Regions from separate parts of the Zea mays genome. Here regions 1 and 3 are each linked to region 2. Evidence: chromatin contacts called from public Hi-C data. All regions are on one chromosome and are shown on one strand. Each heading gives the region's core, a stretch centred on a gene start, on an enhancer-like site or on the middle of the called end of the contact. The rest is flanking DNA. Distances are from core to core; before and after follow the strand shown.

Region 1 (3,640 bases), core at 195-2,694, 170 kb after region 2:
GCCGGATAACACAGGTTTTCTTGATCATTATTTGTCAACTCAAATCGTTTGCGATTACAGTGGATTGCCGTTGTTGGCTTGTTGCGGGCTTAATTATAAAGAGAACTGCAGGCATAAAGCCAGTCCATGCAGGCATACAGCCTAGCGATCGCAGCAGTCAATGGTCAACGCCTGACACTATTGAATTAGCGTGGTGACAACTGACAAGTAGGATAAGATGGCTTCAGGTAGGATAAATATAGGATTCTTTTAATCCACAAGTGTCACTGTGTCACAAACTATAAACATTACAACCTCCCTAGAGAATATTTGCATGTTTTAATTTCACCAATAAACAAAAACGTTCAAGTCAAATTACACTATAACCACGCAACAACATGCTAACCTTTTGTACGGTGCTACGCACGACCCTCACCTCTCGATTTCGACAGGCCTCGTGCCGCTAACCACGTGTCCGAAACCGCCACGTTTTGCGGCCTCGACGTCGTCCTCATCGTCGTGATCATCATCTCCGATGCTGAACCGGCCATCGCTGCCGCTGCCGCCTCCCTTCACCAGCGGCAGGTACTGCGGCTCCTCGGGGTAGAGCTTCGCCATCTGGAGGTAGAACAGGACGACGAACACCACCGTGCCGGTGAGGTACCAGCTGAACTGGAGGTTGACGAGCGACTTGGCGCGGTCGAGCGCGTCGTCAGTGCGGCACCGGACGACGTCGTGCCCTTCCTCGAAGTTGAGGAAGCAGCCCTTGGGTATGAGCGCCGGCGTCCACAGCATGACGCCCATGACGACGAACCAGACGCCCTGGAACACGAGGCTGGCGGACCGGACCAGGCTCACCGCGAAGCTCCGCGGGTAGGGGATACCCAGCAGCGTGGTCGCGAGCGTGACGGCGATGGCCGTCTGCAGCAGCCAGTGGAACTGCCCCTCCACGCCCATGTGGTCCGCCGAGTGGAGGTGGAAGATGAGCAGCTGCTGCGCGAACGCCGCGGCGGCCACGAGCTGCGACACGGCGTCCCGCATGGGCGCCCTCGCCCTGTCCAGGTGGATGGTCACCGCCGCGAAGACGAGCAGCGCCAGCGAGATGGACGCGTGCTCGAAGTTGTGGAGGTGGTCGGACGGGATGGTGCCGTCGTCGTCGAACGGCTGGTGCTTCGCGGGGCCGATGACAAGCTCCATCAGGATGGACAGCACCGTGCCGATGATTATGAGTATGAGCTCCAGGTGCCGCACGCCCGGCACCGGGAACCAGACCGGGGCAGAGTACGAGCTCGGCCGCAGCAGGAACAGGCGGGTGTGGCTGAACAGCTGCCACAGGCCGATGAGGAGGAAGCCGGCGCCCGGCGCGACGTGCCCGACGAGGGTGCCCATGGCGTGTGCCGCCGCGCTGTGCCTTTTGCGTGCGACTGCGGAAGTGGACGACAGGGGAAGAAGTTGGTGGTGGCGTGTGGAGAGGGGAGGTTTGAAGGTTGATGGGCGAATATTGTGGGGGTTTAAGAAGGTCTGCAGGGTGTCTGGAGTGTTCGGAAGGTTTGAAGAGCACATTCGGATTTGAAACGTCTTTTGCATGTGTGTTCATCAGCAGTGATGTTGTAGCGTTGAAAGCTGGTCGCCAGGTGATTTGTTCTTAGTTTTGTTTCGCTTGCTTGTCATGGCTTCCGATTGAATATGTAGCTCCAAGTTTCTTATCTTTTCCATTGATATGCTAAATATTTTTTATTTAAGATTGTCGCGGATAACACTCTTTTGGATATCACTAACTACTGCTCCGGTTATTATATTCTTTCGAAAATGCTTCACGAACTAAAGAATCATAAGCCATCACATGACCTTGGTCATACTCATACCTATGTCTATCACTGAGGTTGCACGTGTAGCAGCATTCTCTTTCTTTGTTATTTGAGAATATTCTGAAATGTTTATCTGAATTCACTTATCTGAACACTGTAAGGCTGTGAATAAAAGGGATTAAACCATATTAATTCTAACTTTTACCCTCATTTTTTTTGTTGCGGTGGAAGAAGAGTAATGTCAGGAGAATGGTACATGGCATTTTGGTTTTCTTGTGAGTCGTTTAATAAAATTTGAACACTTTAGTTTTTGTAATTAAACATGATAGAGACTGAACTTTTATCTCTAGACTAAAGAAGCCAAACATACCTTATTTTTTTATCATCATTTATATATCGATATCTAACATTAAAGATTGAAGCGTTCTAATACATTTTTTATTTTAATATATTCGTCCATGCATAAATAAAAATTTTCATCCAATCCAGACCTTGTTTGGTAAGACTCTTCCTCAAGGGTTCGTCCAAAATAGCTCTGACTACTCCGTTTTTCACTGGAAGATGGATCCAAACATCTTTTTCTACTAAACCGTTTGGTAAAGTTTCCTCAAATCGATACTCTGACTTTAGTTGGTATTCCTTTCATACAAACCAACAAATCTATGTCTTTATTATTTATCAAAGAGAAAAAAAGAACAGAAAAACAAAAAAAAAATGGAACGTATAAACGAGAGATGAGAAAAATGGAAGTAAAAAACAAAACAAAATTAAAATACAGACATAAATAAAATAAAACACGGGCTAAAGACATAAAGCGAAAAAAAAGAATATAATGGAGAAAAAAATTACAGACGGGCAAAAACGTGAAAAAATGACTATGCAGAGCAAAGGGGCTCACAGCAAAACATACGTCTCCAGAATCATTTATAGTGTGTTTGATTTAAGGAATGAAGTGATCCATCTTCTTCTCACTGCTCACTTTTTTATTTGGTTTGTGGAATAGAATGGATTGATCCATCACCACTTTATTTCTCATAAGCTAATAATTAGTATATAGATGAGGAGTGTGTTGATTCCACCAAAATTGATGGAATGAACTTATGATTCATCACCTCATGAGGTATAGAGTGATTCCACAAACCAAACACACTATGAGTTCTGCCATACATCTTGGAAAATCTTTGATTAACAGAGACGGTCGCCATACATCTCAATAAATAAAACTTTAAAGGTGAACACAGCTGGCATTAAGTTCTGCACGCATACTTTTTGCTAGTATATACTTATAAAATAATATAATAAAAGGCATGTGTTTAACTGTTTTTTGTCAAGTAGTATTAGGATGACCGTTCGCCGCTACTGCCCAAATGGTCAACGTTTGATGTTTCTCAGTGTTTTCTTTCCTATAAAAAAATGGTGTGGTCTAGTTATGACTTATGTCCAGTAGGGGTAACGTGTCTGATGAAAGAAATATACGGCAAGGACTTAAGGACAAAAAGTATAGTACATACTTTAATACAGTAGTTTGGATATATATACGTACGATGTTTAGGAAAGAACAATACAGTTACTACTGTTTGGCTCTGGTTGCGGTGAACAATGATATATACTTTCTATGTTACTGTTTGGCTCCCAGCCATGATGAAAGACCAACCTAGTTGACTAGATTTCATCTTATTAGGACATGTACAATTCAGAGCGCCCAGTTTTATGATCCTAAGGACCCTTCAATGGACAGAATATTTAATGAGGCCCGTACATACCCTTAGTCTTAATTAGCTTCTGCATAATCCATGTGTTATGAGTTGTTTTAAAGTTTAAACACTTCTGGAACATGTGATGACGTACGGTTG
Region 2 (3,581 bases), core at 1,077-3,576:
AGCAAATGAACCAACTTCTGAAGTGGAAGATTCATAAACTTTATGTTCATCACGATGAGCATAGTAAATTGGATTTCAACTCACGGAGAGGGAAAAAGTGAAACTGCTATCCCTCATTTTTCTGGTATCTAGGCTAAAATAGTGCTAGTCCCAATGAGGCTTAGTGCATTTCAGAATGACAGAATCCAAATATTTGCAACCGAAAACATTGATCCAGCCAAAATGTTAGTGGAAATAAGTAACTGTTTAATACAAAGTGTAAGGCATTTCTTTTCCCTGTAGTATGCATGGATAGCTCAACAGCACAATGATAATAAGGTCAAAATTCTGACCAGTACTTGTCACAAAAATACATGACAGGCAACATGAATATTTCTAGAAAAGCAATACATGAATGATAGAACTGCTAGAGGGGACCAATTCTTTCTGAAATTTTGCTACGCATGCCTAATACCACACAAAAAAGCTCCAGCTTTTCATGGAAAATCCAGTTTTCTTCTGAAAGTTTAGAAACTACATGATTTGTTTGGATCCGAGGAGCTAAAGCAAAAGTGACTAAAGTTTAGTCACTTAGAGCTAAAGATCCAAACATGAAGAGCTAAAAGTGACTAGATTGATATTTTTTATCATTTTAGTCACTTCTAGCTCTTCCTGTTTGAATCCTTAGCTCATAAGTGACTAAACTTTAGTCACTTTTGTTTTAGTTCCTGGGATCCAAACAGACCAGGGAAAATGCAGATACTCTAACTCTTTTCCCTCTCTTAATTGAAAGGCAGAGCTCCCACCAATTCGTTAAAAAAAAGACCAGGGAAAATAATCACTCTTCTTCAGGACATAAAAACAGTTCCCATGTGAGTAAGGATGAGAGAGAAATAGTAAGTGGGAAGCAAATAGTACAAGAAAAGTCTGGGTGTTTTTAGTTTCACAAGACACCAGCTCCATGCAGGTCCAAAGTGCACATAGTTGCGCACTTTAAAGTTCCACTGGTGATACTAACAAAAATCTCAACGCCCTCTCTCTCAAAAAAAAAAAACACCGCATCAATTCAAGACAGCAGTAAGACGTTCTTGCTGCTACATTTCAGGTCTTGAGAAGGCACATAGCTAAAAGATAGATTGGGACCAAACAGGCCACCAACCTACTCACCAAGCACAAGCCAAAATCAAATATAAGAAACTTTTGGACCCTTGCATAAGAACAAAAAAAGATAAAACATAGAGGAATTATCATTGCCGAGATCCCAGTGAGAACTCTTTCCCTGAGATAGCTCCACGGCTCTCAAAAGAAGAATTTCCTTAAAACTTAAAAGACATCTCAAAGTCTCATACGAATTAAAATCTTGAATACAAATATATAAAAGACCAGGCCGATTGACTATCAATGGCATTTACGAAAAAAATAGAAAGTACATAATAGAGTAACGTTGGACTGTTCCGAGCAACATTAGCAAAACATTGAACCTGTATTTTCTAAAGACAACATCAACGACCAAAAGTAAACTTAAAGAACAAGTGATGTAATAAGCAACAAACATTCAATTGATAAGTCCAACCAACCAAAAACCAAACAAACTTTCATAAACCAGACACAACTGCAGTGGTAGTTACAATAAAAATTCACGAGGACTACTGTGATTCCGGAAACGAAAACAAAACAAAAATGAAGGAGGAGAAAGCACCTCTTGTATACGTCACCAAATGTGCCGCCCCATAGCCGCTTGCGGAAGAGCCCCTCGGCGCAGTGGTGCCCCTCCCATAACTCCAGGCCCCCGGTGACGATGCCCGGGACGAAGACGACGGGGTGCTTAACTCGCAGCCCCTCCTTCTGCAGCTTGACCCCGGGCGGGTCCGGGAGCGGCCCCGTGATGGCCTCGGTGACATACTGCGGGAACGAGGCCGGCATCGCGTTGTATAGAAAGAGCAGCAGCCACCAGGCGGAGCACACGCACCCGACCAGCCAGCAGCAGCTGTCCACGCACGACCACTTGGCCTTGGTCCGCTTCGTGGGCTCCTTGGACGGCGACCCGGAGGATGAGGACGGCTTCTTCCCCTTGTCGTTGTCGTCGTGGTCGGACTCGTCACCGTCAGAGGGCGGCAGCGGCTTTCGCCGCCGCAAGAATGACATGGCGCGCGGCGGCGGTGGGTCCGACGGCGGCTAACTGCGCGGGCACACCTGCATCCCGGGCCGCTGCTGCGGCGGCGGCGGCGTCCGGTAGAAAACCCTAGGCGTCGGAGGAAGCGAGGCGGGCAGGTCGAGGGGCCGTCGACCGGTCGACCCGTCGTGGCTTGGCTCCGGCTTCGTGGGGTTCGCGCTTGTGAGGTCGCGCGAGAGGGAGAGAAGAGGCTGGGGGACACCGCCGCGCCACAGGTCCACAACGATCGCTCCCATGCGCCCGGTGCACGTAGGCGGGTACAACGCTCGACTGAATCGTGAAGCCAGATATGTGCGGCTGATCTGTGGGGCAGTGGGATCGGCAGCGGTAGGTGCAGGAGGACTCCGTTCATGGAATGCGGTGAGACGAGGTGGGGGCTGAGAGGTGGCTGGCTCAACTGACGGCAGGGAAGGATGGGTTCAACGCTTCGTGGGGCCAGACTGGCAGAGGTAGACCATGTCGGTTACCACCATTATATGGTTCGGTTATTTCTATTGTGAGACTTGTTCGTTTAGCTCTCAATGAATTGAGTTAGATTGGATGGATTTAAATAACAAGTAAGTTAAGAATCTATTTGGTTAGGCTGTGGCTGTGAAAAAAGTTATTATGAGCTGTGGAAAAAGCTGGTGTAGGCTATGAGCTGTTAAAAAGTTAAAAACAGTTTGGTGGAAACCACTAAAAGTCGTTAAAAGTTCTTCGATATATGTTTTCACAGTTCCATCCAAAAGCCACTAAAAGCAGGTCCAAGGGTGCTTTCAGTTTTACACTGCAAGTCGGCTTTTAGAAAAAGCTGCTTCCTGGATCCAGCCCTTTAATTGGTTTTTGGTTTTTAGGGGGCAAAAGCCAAACTAAACACACCCTAAATTTCTTTATAATTTTTTTAATACTATCCAATCTATAAATAACGGGATTAACCAAATAAAGTCTCATATAGATTGGATGAGTTAGAAAAGTTTATAAAAGATTTTTAATTTGTTTGGTATTTAAATCCATTTAATTCAGAGTAAAATGAATAAGCCCTAATGTGATTTGATCAGCGGTAAGCCTACAGCTGAAACGTTTTTTTTTCTTTTATCTCTCTCACCCGCTATTGAATGGGAACATTTTTTTTCTCGACGCAGGAGAACGGCACCCCATATATTAAGAAGAATTGAACGCGAACATATCCAATACAATTTTATACTACCACTATATTTTTATATTTAATGCTAAATGGTACAAAAATAAACTATAAAACGTTAAATAAAAAATAGAGGAAGTATTTTTTGGAATTAGTACGATTAAGCATTTTACATTATTAATTATAAATCATGCGGTGACAACATTTTATAAACAATCTCTTATTTATGTTTCGACGTAAATATCACATGCTTACATTATTTTAAGACATTATAAAATAGACTAGTATAATGATCGCGAATTATGACGG
Region 3 (3,953 bases), core at 361-2,860, 130 kb after region 2:
GTTTTATGATTATTCGCTCAACTATTAGCAGCTCCACGACGGGAAAAGGCAGCTATTTAGTTGGTTGGGAGACAGCACGAGCCCCACCACCCCGCCGGCTCCGGTTCGATGCCACCGCCGGCCCGCCCTCGCACATGTGCCCCTCGACGCTCCACTCACGCGAGGGTGTACGACGGTATTTCCTTCGGGGCCGTGCTTTCGCAACGAAGAATGGCACTATGCGGACGAGCAGAGACGAGGACCGAGGTGAAACCAGACAAAAAGGGGTGGGGAGTGGGACACTGCCGCCGTGATCATTCATCCGGACGGCCGACCGCGAACTTTTTTTTTGCTATACTGTTCATCTCCTACCGCTGGCGCTACTGCTACCTCAATCGGCAACTATGAAACGGTCTAGTCTTACGAGTTCTTTTGAAGCTTTACGGAACAGTCGAGCCACGGCAAACTTGAGCTTTCTTCTTCCCCTCGAACAGTCCAGCCTGAGGCTGTCCGCACTCGTGGAACTCTAAATTTCTACTCTAAAAAGAATATTCTATCCTGATCAGCAACATTCTCTACTCTACCACACAATCCTCCGCAGTCATATTTACCCTAAATCTATACCCTATACCAACTACCACATATTCTATCATTTTTTTATACACACATGCGGCCACTTCATCCACTTGCTCGGCTGCGTGTGTCATGCCGCGGGTCCCACAGATACTGTAAAGCGCGTCCAAACCGCATAGCGCAGACAGCCGTACGAGCGCTCGATTTAGCGTTTTTTCTCCGTGCGTTAAAATAGGGTAATATTTACCGTACTCCACTGCGGCAACTTTTCCTACGCTATCTCGATACAGCTCTACCTGGAGCGCGCGACTGCGGGCAGCCTCACTCCTTCCAGGAACTCTACCTACCCCACCCACGGCTTTGCAGGACAGCAGGAGCACCTGCACGCTGCGCGAGTGAGGCTGGTGCCAACGCAGGCTGCAAGACGGGCGGCACGGCGCTCCTCTCGCCCGACCGAAGGCGAGAGCCAGGCGAGAGAGCGTTTCCGGGCGACGCCGTCCGCGCCCGGCGAGAGCAGGCGAAACCGCCTCGCTCTCGCCCGCGCTGGAGCGCGCGCCCGGGCGAGAGACGGGCGAGAGGCAGGCGGTGAGGCGGGCTACGCACTGGCGCGGGCGGCGTGCGGGCGAGAGTGTGGGGCGAGAGCGAGGTGGCGGCTTCCGATTGGTTCTGCTGGCCACATCAGCGCCACGTGTGATAACCGTTTTTTACCGTTTGGACTCCAAAAAATTTGAAAAAAATACAAAAAAATCACAAATTTCATCTATAAATTATTATGCACTTTGTAGTTTTTAATATAATAAAAAGTATTATGTTGTGTGATTTCTAAGCGTTAAAATAAATCCGCGTGAATTACTTAATTCTGAAATAGAAAAGTTGATGTGGCTATAGCCTGAGGCTGTAGCCTGCTGCAGTCTGTGCACTGGAGCAGCAGGGGCGAGAGTGGAGGCGAGAGCTGATGTGGCAGGGGCGAGAGGAGGCTGTGCACTGGACTCAGCCTGATAAGGCCTTCCGATCCAGACTGACAGACGCTGCACACACGGGCAGCGGCGCTGGGCCCGCCGCCCGCCGCAGAGGTGTCAGTGAACTTTGCACCGATCATTTAAAAGGCCCAGCCGCAAATAAATAAAACTCCACTCGCTCCTCGAGCCTCCTGCCTGCCATCAACGCCAGATCCTAGCCCGCCATTAATGCCGTTAACCCGAGCTCGAGATCGGAGGCGGCGGCCCCGTGTTCGCGCCAGGAGTGGCCACCGTACGTGTGACACGCGCCGCCGCCGTTTATAAAAGCACACCGCCGCTCGCTCGCTCGCTCGCCCGCCCGCCCGCCACTACTCACTCGGCTCGGGTTCTGCTCTGCACCTCAGTACCTCACACTGTCACCGCGCTTCTGTGACCTGACGACCTTCGGCGGCAGGATGCTCACGTGCATCGCGTGCTCCAAGCAGCAGTTCGCCGGCGGCGGCCCGCCGCTGCACGAACCGCCGGAGGACGACGATGTAGTTGACGGAGGAGGCGGCGGCACGGCGACGCCCAGAACACGGCACGCCATCAAGGCGCTGACTGCCCAGGTGTGGCTCTCGACTTCTTGGGACAGCGTGCTTTGGTCTGGTCTGAATTTATCAGACCCTTTTCATGAGCCCTCGATTGGAGGCTGTAGAATCAGATCGGACGGGAACGGGATTCGGGCGTGCCGACTGACGGGACCTTTTTTTTCTGGGGGTTCAGATCAAGGACATGGCGCTCAAGGCGTCGGGCGCGTACAGGCACTGCAAGCCCTGCGCAGGCTCCTCGGCGGCGGCCTCGCGGCGGCACCACCCGTACCACCACCGCGGCGGCAGCGCCTTCGGGGGCTCCGACGCCGGCTCGGCCTCCGACCGCTTCCACTACGCGTACCGTCGCGCGGGCAGTTCGGCGGACGCCACGACGTCCATGAGCGTGCGCACGGACTTCCCTGCCGGCGACGGGGAGGACGACGAGGTGGCGTCAGAAGCCGCTGGCGGATGCGGTGGCAAGGACGACGACGCCAAGGAGTGGGTGGCGCAGGTGGAGCCCGGCGTGCTCATTACCTTCGTCTCACTGGCGCAAGGTGGCAACGATCTAAAACGTATTCGGTTCAGGTGCGTTCCTTTGGCTACTTGGGATGAAATTCTGCTTCGCAATTCGATTACTTGATCACAAATGATTCCGTTTGCTTTCTCCCTGTGAGAAAATTTGATCGAGATTTTTTTGTCACGCTGTGAATACAACAGTGTTTGGTGGTAAGTTTGGTAGAGCATTCAAGATGGCATTGTTACTTTTGTTAGCTTTTTCTGAACTAGCTGTTGCTAAGTTGCAAGCTGAGCAGTTGACCTGCGGTAAATGGTTAAATGACTCCATGTGAATCATAATCGGAACTGTAATTTCTTTAGCGTTTACTTGCTAGAGTGCTATACATAGGGATGTTTGTTTGGGATTATAATATGTCCGGATTATATAATCCAACAAATTTTATATAATCTGGCAGATTATAATTCTAAACAAACACCCCAATATTAAGTTCGTTAGTGTTCCTTGAGGACTGCACAATAGGGTTGTTAAATTCTGGGGCTAATCTAGCTTGTCTCCACTTATAAATTTCTCTAAATGATGGCTCATGCTTTAGTTTCCGATCAAAATGGCTAAATTCCCATGTCCCATTTAGCATTCCATTTGTCCGTCTGTTTTTCTTCTTTTCTGTGTGGCTCAAAAGCTTTTGAATAACAATCGAAATCTCAATAAAACCTTTAAAGACAAGCCATGCATAGAAATGAAAACTTCTTATCAGAAAAGATCACCATTAAATGAGTGTAGTGCAGATTGGATTTGAGGATGTAGTATGAAAAGGATGTCATCCCCTTGAAAGGAGTCAGCCGAATAGCAACGTAGAGGCTCCAGTTCATTAAAATAAGTACGAGGCATGTCGACTACACTTCTCACTCCTATGCAACCTCATTACTTTACCCCTTAATGACACGTCTCACATGCCAATCTGTGTGCAGCGTGGCTTCTTACACTGTTTTGCCATTCCTTCCATCGTCCACATAGTAAATCCCTTATATAACAGGGTTTTACTATTTGGTAAATATGCAAGAGGAACAACCTGGCATATTGTTAAAGACAATGACATTAAAAAAAAAGAGGGATGACCTATTCCATGTCAACACTATGACAGAGGTCCATTTAAATTCTCACGTGAAGCTGCCAGGCCCAAGTCCATACATGTGGGCACACATGTCCTAGGGTCAGTAGATTTAGAAATTTAAGCCATGCATTGAAGAGGTTAAAAGGATCATGTTGGCTGCCCACCGTGGAAAAGGATTTTGAATTTACCACTGCTAGTACACTGTGGGGCAAGTCCAGGGTGGTCATTTGTGCTGCTCTAGC

The links. A called contact is a pair of places that touch in the nucleus more often than the background predicts.
Region 1: a contact with region 2 is called in a Hi-C map of tassel, with 6 times the contacts expected there. The contact joins the promoter of LOC100272958 here to the promoter of LOC100191489 in region 2. A contact is called at or near these places in 4 of 25 Hi-C or Micro-C datasets (bundle sheath, ear, leaf and 1 more).
Region 3: a contact with region 2 is called in a Hi-C map of ear, with 2.0 times the contacts expected there. The contact joins the promoter of LOC103632829 here to the promoter of LOC100191489 in region 2. A contact is called at or near these places in 2 of 25 Hi-C or Micro-C datasets (ear and tassel).

The regions. Positions count from the first base shown.
Region 1 is chr7:128,021,636-128,025,275 of Zm-B73-REFERENCE-NAM-5.0, forward strand. It overlaps LOC100272958 (Plant viral-response family protein-like), which reads right to left and starts at 1,445. Exons shown (of 1, transcript NM_001147410.1): 1 at 230-1,445. The coding sequence starts at 1,368. The coding sequence ends at 412.
Region 2 is chr7:127,853,626-127,857,206 of Zm-B73-REFERENCE-NAM-5.0, forward strand. LOC100191489 reads right to left here and starts at 2,327. Exons shown (of 6, transcript NM_001136921.1): 1 at 1,679-2,327. The coding sequence starts at 2,124.
Region 3 is chr7:127,983,937-127,987,889 of Zm-B73-REFERENCE-NAM-5.0, forward strand. LOC103632829 (protein Brevis radix-like 1) reads left to right here and starts at 1,611. Exons shown (of 7, transcript XM_035961033.1): 1 at 1,611-2,119; 2 at 2,277-2,668. The coding sequence starts at 1,967.